Linked DNA regions of Mus musculus: regions 2 and 3 are each linked to region 1. A link is a contact called in public Hi-C data. All regions are on one chromosome and are shown on one strand. The core of a region is the stretch at or near the end of the contact, and the rest is flanking DNA. Distances in the headings are between cores, read along the strand shown.

Region 1 (2,522 bases), core at 11-2,510:
CTTTGTATCTTGTTAACTGTGTGTGTGCGTGTGTGTATGCTAAGGATTGAGAATAGTGGTCTCCCAGATGCTGAACGCGTCCTGTCATTGAACTGCATTTCTAGCTGAGTTTAAAAAGATCATTTTACAATGCTTTAAAAAGGCTTCACTTAGGGTTGTGCATGGGGAAGGCAGTGGCAGGCATATCTCTGTGAGTTGAAGGCCAGCTTTCTTTATATAGCCACTTCCAGGCTAGTTGGCTATATAGTTAAGACCCTGTCTCAGAAAAACAACAACAAAATAACAACAGAAAAAAGGTTTCCCTTGGTAGTTATTCACATGTAATGCTAAATTTTACCAGAAAAATTAAGATTACTGGTTTTTCTTATTTTAAAGATTCACTCTTATTTTATGTGTCTGAATATTTTATTTCTCTATATGTATGTGTACCATGTGTATGCCTGGTCCCAGCAGAGACCAGAGCATTAGATCCCCTAGAACTGGAGTTACAGATGGTTATGGGTACTTGGAGGCGAACCCAGGTCCTCTGCAAGACCTCGTTCTTAACCATGGAGCCGTCACTACAGCCACACGATTACCTTTTCTGTACCATTTATGGTTTGTTGCCCATGACTTTACTGCACTTTCAAAATAAGAAATAAACAGGGCTGTTTGGTAATAAGTAGTAGGCTGTATTGATTTTTTTTCAATATTTTTTATTAAGGTCTGTAAAAAATCTAGAGAGAGAAATACCTGGTCTGTGAGGGATGTTCTTTCTCCACAGTGTTCATTCACAGCAGCCTTTCCTCGCCAGAGGCCGTGTTGCAGAGGAAACTTGTTCAGTGCACCCTGCAGTCTGAACCAGCGCCTCACCTCAGTGCTCTCACTTATCAATCATTCCTTTCCAACCCACGGCTTAGAGGGAGTTGAACTTTCTCTGTTTCATGAGGAGAGCTTTTTTGTTCACAGTTGGAACAAGGCTTTGTTTCTCTCTGAGTTGGCTTCTCTTGTGGTGGAAGGAGAAACCTGTCCCAGCTTGGCTCGCCAGTCTTACCAGGCCCATACCCTTTCCCAGACCAGCCTCTTGATGTGTTTTTTACGTGTTATAATCACAGTCCTATTGGTGGTGGGTGGTGTCTGCTTTGGAGTAGTGTTAGCTGCTGGCTGATGCAGTAGAGTTCATGGACTTGGTGGCTTTGCTTGAACAGTGTTTTTTTCAGTTGGATGTTGTAATATTCACCCAGGTCACTAGGTGGCAGCATATAACTAAAGAAAACTGGACATGCACTTTGAACCAGAGTAACAGCAGAGACAGGCTTTGGGTTTAAGGCCTTCCTCACCTTCCCTACCTCCCACTGTGTGCTTTCATAAGTAGTCCTTTGTGTTTTATAAAATTGTTAGTGTACCATTATAGGATGCTAATTCTTTTATTTCTTTTAATAAACAGGTGGGAAATATACCAAGAGTGATTTCAAGGAGTATGAAAAGGAACAGGATAAACCAGCCAATTTGGTTCTGAAAGAAAAAGTAAAGCCCAAACAGGAGTATCCTTTATAAGAACCGTATGCTTGGCTGGCCTCCCCTCTGTAGGTCATTTGTGAGGGGGACATTTTGTTGTCACAGCTGGTCAGTGTTTCCCATAGACTTGACTTTTTCAGTATACCATGTATTATGAAGAAAGTTAGAGTTGAAAGAAACCTTAGGCCTAAATATTTTATCTCCCACTCTTACAATAAATACCTTACTTACTTACCCACTGTTCTCAATGATCTTCAAAAGTAAATGTGTTACTTTTATATATACTAATGTTTTAAGTTCCTTTCTATTGAATATCCTTGTGTTATTCATTCTCTCTCTCTCTCTTTTTTAAAGATTTTATTTATTTACTCTATTTACAACGTTCTGCCCACATGTATGCTGGTGTAACAGAAGAGGGCACCAGATCTACTGTAGATGGTTGTGAGCCACCATGTCATTGCTGGGAATTTTACTCAGGACCTCTGGAAGAGTAGCCAGTGCTCTTAACCTCTGAGCCATCTCTCCAGCCCCTGATATTTATTCCCTTTTATTTAATTTCCTTATTTAGATAACAAAATCTTGTAGTTCTCTGTCACACGATTAGATTTTTTTTCTTCTGTATAATACATTGCCATTTAACAACAAGGATTTGCTAAATCTTTTTGCTAAATTTTTGTCTAGGGCTCCTTCCAGTTCAGTACAAGAGTTGACATTTATAGGATCTAAAAGAAATTTATAGACTGGACCATGCAATTCAGGTTCTTCCAAGTTGCGACAAGGAAAAAAGCCATGAAGCATACTGCTCGCCTTACATCATTTCTGTTTGCTCAACTATGACTGATTTCCCATTATAAATCTATCACTCCACACATTGCAAAGGTCATTTCTTTGGTGATCATCTTTGGTAAAAGGTGTCTTTGTTTTCTAGTTTCTGTTGATGAAAAGAGGTTCTCTCTTTTGTGTTACATAGGCATGTCTTCTCCAAGTATTCATCAAGGAGGTTGAGTATCAGGTTGGCCTTTAGA
Region 2 (2,522 bases), core at 11-2,510, 250 kb after region 1:
GACTCCAAGTAAACAACTTAACACAATGCATATTCTACCAGATAGTATGCCTCAAAGATCAGAGACCTAGGCTTTCCAGTCTCAGTTCTGCTAAATATAACATTCATTTTCAAGGTCACACCGTGTTCTAAGATGAGAACATGTTTTCCATTTTCCTATTTGGTCATCACTGCATTTAGCATTTTAGGCTTCAAGAAAGAGAGCAGAGAAGTCCCTTCAGGATGCTTTCTTCAAGGGATGCATAAAATATTCAATTGCATCCCATTGGGCAGGATTCAGTCATATGGCCACTTCTGATAGCAAAGGGAGTCTGGGAATTACACTCTCCATTTCAAACTGGCTAAGAGTACAAAAGATTTGGCAAAGACTGAGAAAGAAATATTGAAAAGGTATTAGAAGCCCTGTCCCTAGTGGAGGCTTTTCTTGATGGCGGTGATGGGGAGAAGATGAAGCAGGCTAAATGAGTCCAAAGGTTGTCAAGTTTTGCGTATAATGGGTCGCATACTGCAGCCATACTGACTGTTTTGCTGTGATGCTGCTCAGCAACTGTAAGGAGAGTAGCCAGGAGTGAGCGATATGCAAATGAATGTGCTTGGCTGGATTCACCAAGTAGGCTTTCACCTATCCTGAGCTAAACAGGAAAATACTACAGACAGAGCCAGTCTCTGATGATCAGTGTACTTGGTATTGTGCTGAGCCCTTCACAGCCTTGTACTGTACACTGTAACAGTTCCCAACAAAACCCTTGGAATGTGTCCTCTTACTCCTGTCCTCCTTCTCCTCTCTCCTCTCTCTCCTCCTCCTCTGCCTCAAGAGGGGCTTATCAAGAATCTGGGTTGGAAAATGTAGTATCTGTCTTGACTTTGCAGGGCATGTACACAGAAGATGGATTTCAATGGAGACGTTGTCTCTACAACCCATTCTCACCCTGTTCTCCAAAGAAGTCTAGCAATCCAGAGGCTGTGGAAATGGGATTTGTTCCAAAACAGTAAACTCAGAACGCACCAAAGACTTCAGTGAACAGTTTAAACAACTTAGTGTATAGTTAGTAAGAGTGGCCAGTTAAAGGAGAAGAAGCCATTTTGTAGTGTGTTGGTCAGAAAACTTTGATGTGCTGCACACATTCCGAGCTAAGTGATGGATGTAAAGACTCCTTCAGTCTTCCTTTCCCCAGCTCCTCTGGCCAGAATCACTGTAATCAGCAGAGCTTCCGGAAAAGGCCTGACTGCTAGCAGCTATGAGCTGAATGGGGTCGCTCTCTACCTCCATATGCGCATGCTGAAAGCCCAGGTCCATGGGGCTGTTTAGGATGTGGTTTACACCCATCTGAGGATGCTGCTGCGCTGGGTGGAAGCAGAAGACAGAAACAGAAAGTGCCTGGCTGAGTTAAAAGATGAGACAGTCTTAGTCAGCGGAGACCAGAATCTGGATAAACTTTGTTCTCAGATAAATGGAGATACACTGGTTTGAGAGCAGAGCTAAAAGATGAAGTGTTTGTGTTACTTTGGAAACATTGAACCCAGCAGCAAATCCCTCTGTAGGTATCCAGTAGGTTGATGTTTTAGCTTTCTGCAGGCTGTATAATACAGACACAGTGCTCCCCAAATGCTGCTGGGTTTTGCTTTGCTGTGAGGCTAAATCAGCAAAGCATGGACTTCTAGGATGGAACACTGGCCTTCCCACAGTGGCTCCTGCCATATTTTTTCAGCTTGTGTCTATTAGTTCTATGTCACTCTTACAAATTACTGAGAGAAAAATTCAGAAGAGGAAAGATTTATTCTGACTTGGTTTCATCAGAAAGTAGGCCATGGTGGGGGCAGGGAGAGCAGTAATAGAAAGGGATAGACAAGATGTATCTTTCAATGGCATGCCCCAAGTGACCTACTTTCTCTAGTCAGGCTCCCCGCCTCCACCACCTCCTATAAGTGTGTTAAGTTTTTTACCCATCAATAGATTAAATCTTTGGTTAGGTGTCTATCCCTCTCTAATTGTTTCTAGGAACTCCATTACCAATACACCCCAGAAGTGTACTTCACTAATCTCTTAAGTGGTTTTTTTTTCAAATGCAATCAACTTGACCATTAATTAGGATTAACCACCACACCTGGCTCTTTATGATTCCTGGAAAGCAAACTGTATTCTCAACTCTAGGATAGCTTATTTTTTTGAGATAGCATCAATGATCTGATCAATGCACAGGCTTTACAGAGCAGAGCATATATGTCATCTCATTTGATCTTCATAGGACTGCTAAAGGGTAGGGTCAGGCAACATGAGACTAGTACTCCTTGATCATCTCCCAGGGTGTAACTGGCTAGATACTCTGACCTGTTCTATTTGGAACTGTTCACTGCCACTTGTGGGGCATATTATTACTGTATATCTATCTACAGATAGAATAGAAGTTAAGTGATTGACTCAAGACCTGACAACTGGATGCAATAATACCTGAACTTTGAGCTTGGCAAATTGATTCCTGTTACCTCTCTCATGATGAGCCATCTCTAGACACATATACATGG
Region 3 (2,522 bases), core at 11-2,510, 200 kb after region 1:
CTCCTGTCTCCACCTCCATCTCACAACAGGAGAACTGGTATTACAGATGTGCACAGCTGCATTCACTGAGCCATCTCTGAATCCCATTATGGAATATTTTTAAAGATCAAAAGTAGTGTGGGAATTTTCACGATGAGCAAAGCACAAACACTTGAACATTAAACTTATTTTGAAAGACAAAAACTTTTGCCATGGTTGCCTGACTCTGTCAACTTCCTAGGACTGCCACATTCAGGTTTAGGAGAAGCATAGAGAATACTTGTCCCGAGTTTGCTGTTTGTGCTCTCTTACATTTATAGCTCAAGTATCTGACAGTCCTGGAAGTCTCTGTGATATTTAATAGGAACAATCTCAAGCAAATCCTGTCATGAATTAAGCTTCCTTGAGATGTTTTCAGAAAAAAAAAAAGAAACAAGAAAAATAAAACAAGAAAAGAAAATTGAGTTTCATTCAATGGTTAGCTTAAGAGCGCCTACAAGTTCCAGGAAAATTAGAGTTTGTAAGGTAGTACAAGTGTTTTTATAGTAGCGAGGCCGAATTTCATAATGCTTTTAGATTTTTTAAATCCAGTACTTGTTTTGACAAAGTCCAGTGAAAGTCTTTTTGGAGCGGCCACAAATCATGCCATGGGTGCTTAACTTTTTATAACTGAGATCGGTGTAGGAATTCGAGAGCATCCGTTTGTGTTGGGAGACTGTCCTCCTGTCTCATTTGGTGAGTGATCTGGTAATCCTGCGGCTGAGGAGTTTGGCAACAAGAAAGTCTTCAAAGTGCCTAGGACTCCTGTGTGGGGCTGCTCTATGTCCGTGACTGTTGCAGGATTAGACCCAGGATGATTTTCAAGCAAACCGAGAGGAAAACATGACTGGATCCCAAATCCTGTCATTTAAAGTGAGAATTCTTCCTTTAGTGTGAAATGCTAGGGCCACGAGTTATTTTTCCAACTGGGACTCACTCTGAGTCATGAGGGGCAAAACTACCGTCTACTTCATTTGACACCTTTCCCTCAGCCCATGCACCTAGAAACTTACAGGATGAGGGGCTAGAGAAGTGACCAGCAACAAACCGAGCAGACACCTGTGTTCTGTAGTGCAGAATGAGAAGTGACCAACACTCATCTGTTAGTTTTACAGTGGCCCCTATGATGACCTGCTGTGGAGCCTGTCCCCACTTACAGTCACTCAGAGTTGAGTAAGGGACAGAAAGACTGTCAACAGGAAGAGGGAGGGGATCAACTCACAGTGATCTGCACATCCAGGGGGTTTGCAGGGAAACAGGAACAGAAACCAAAATGTCAGAAAAACTGAGAACAGGAGACCTCATGAGAACAGGAGACCTCATGCCATTTGAATATTAGTGTGAGCAAATGAGGTTTCTCAGGAGAGTCAACAACAACAACAAAAGCATCAGCTTCAGGAACCTCTGTGGCAATGTGGCAATGTGGCAATGTGGCAAACTCTTACTATTGCTGCTAAGTGGGCTGGTTTTGTTTTTTGTTTTTGTTTGGTGGAACATTGGCTACTTGTCCTATTGCTGAGACCAAAAGCTTGACAAGAAGGTCTAAGGGAGGATTTGCTTCAGCTCACAGTTTGAAGGTCCAACCCATTATAGTGAGGATGGCTTAGGTAAGAAGGGGTCCTGGCTGTGGCAGTGGATTCGTGAGTCCGCCTTTGCACATTTCAATGGGCCAGGAGGCAGAATATAAGGTATGATGGCATCCATGGGCTTTCTCCTTTCCCCTTATATCCCATCCATGCTCCAGCCCACTGGAAGATGCCACCCAGAAGCATGGTGGACCTTTCTTTTTTCAGTGGCTTCTCTCTAGAAAGACCTACACAGACACATCCAGAGATGTGACTCCATCGTACTTCCAAGTAGCCACTGAAGGTCAACTATCACTGTTGGGGAATGTAATTTCCTGAGAATAATCACGACTGGGGCAAATCTACAGCAAAAGAAGGAAAAAGCTGAAGCAAAGTCCATCATGCTGTTTAGAAAAGTTTAGAAGCTCTACTTCTTCAAAAATGCCTCCCTCAAAACCTATGTTATATCGTCTTAAGAGATGTAATTATGACACTTCCTTGATTTAAGAAAGTTTGGTGCATTTTCATTGCTACAAACCCAAGCTTAGACTTCCCAGTATGCCATAAAATGCCCCTTAAAATCTGGCTCCACCTACTCCCACTCAACATCCATGAATAATAAATGTTTCCTGAGCTCCTAGTCTTTTCCCTTATGGATCTGAAGGGTGCACGAAAGCCCCACCCTGCCCTGTCTCCATACTGTGCCATCTCAGGTCCTTTGTCATTTCCACTTCATCTCTTTCTCTTGCTCATTGATTATGTTGCCTCTGTCTATAGTGTACTTCCTGCTCTTTGAGAGAGAACACATCCTTAAGGACCCCGTTCATGTTAGCTCAGCACCAACGTCTTCCCTCAGCGTCCAAGTAGAAACAGTTGATTCTTTTCTCTGTACGAACAGCTCAGAGTGGGTAGTTCAGAGAGATGTACTCCCGTTCTTCA

Evidence for each region. A called contact is a pair of places that touch in the nucleus more often than the background predicts.
Region 2: a Hi-C map of regulatory T cells shows a contact between it and region 1, with 7 times the contacts expected there. The contact joins two enhancer-like sites. A contact is called at or near these places in 4 of 39 promoter capture datasets (the C10 cell line, hematopoietic stem and progenitor cells, liver and 1 more), 6 of 484 Hi-C or Micro-C datasets (CD4 T cells, CD8 T cells, Th1 cells and 2 more) and 2 of 115 datasets of contacts at active chromatin or transcription factors (effector CD8 T cells and memory CD8 T cells).
Region 3: a Hi-C map of bone marrow-derived macrophages shows a contact between it and region 1, with 24 read pairs. The contact joins two enhancer-like sites. A contact is called at or near these places in 2 of 484 Hi-C or Micro-C datasets (bone marrow-derived macrophages and conventional type 1 dendritic cells) and 1 of 115 datasets of contacts at active chromatin or transcription factors (microglia).

Annotation. Positions count from the first base shown.
Region 1 is chr10:7,808,936-7,811,457 of GRCm38.p6, forward strand. It overlaps Ppil4 (peptidylprolyl isomerase (cyclophilin)-like 4), which reads left to right. Exons shown (of 13, transcript NM_026141.3): 11 at 1,427-1,523. Among named protein-coding and RNA genes, the nearest start is that of Ppil4, 17 kb to the left of the region's middle. Within about 2 kb of position 1,261, at least 12 of the 459 cell types and tissues checked have an H3K27ac peak or open chromatin away from gene starts, as enhancers often do. A contact at or near this core is called in Th1 cells, bone marrow-derived macrophages and regulatory T cells, where this site is marked.
Region 2 is chr10:8,054,186-8,056,707 of GRCm38.p6, forward strand. No RefSeq gene overlaps it. Among named protein-coding and RNA genes, the nearest start is that of Gm30820, 76 kb to the left of the region's middle. Within about 2 kb of position 1,261, at least 47 of the 459 cell types and tissues checked have an H3K27ac peak or open chromatin away from gene starts, as enhancers often do. A contact at or near this core is called in Th1 cells and regulatory T cells, where this site is marked.
Region 3 is chr10:8,008,826-8,011,347 of GRCm38.p6, forward strand. No RefSeq gene overlaps it. Among named protein-coding and RNA genes, the nearest start is that of Gm30820, 30 kb to the left of the region's middle. Within about 2 kb of position 1,261, at least 31 of the 459 cell types and tissues checked have an H3K27ac peak or open chromatin away from gene starts, as enhancers often do. A contact at or near this core is called in bone marrow-derived macrophages, where this site is marked.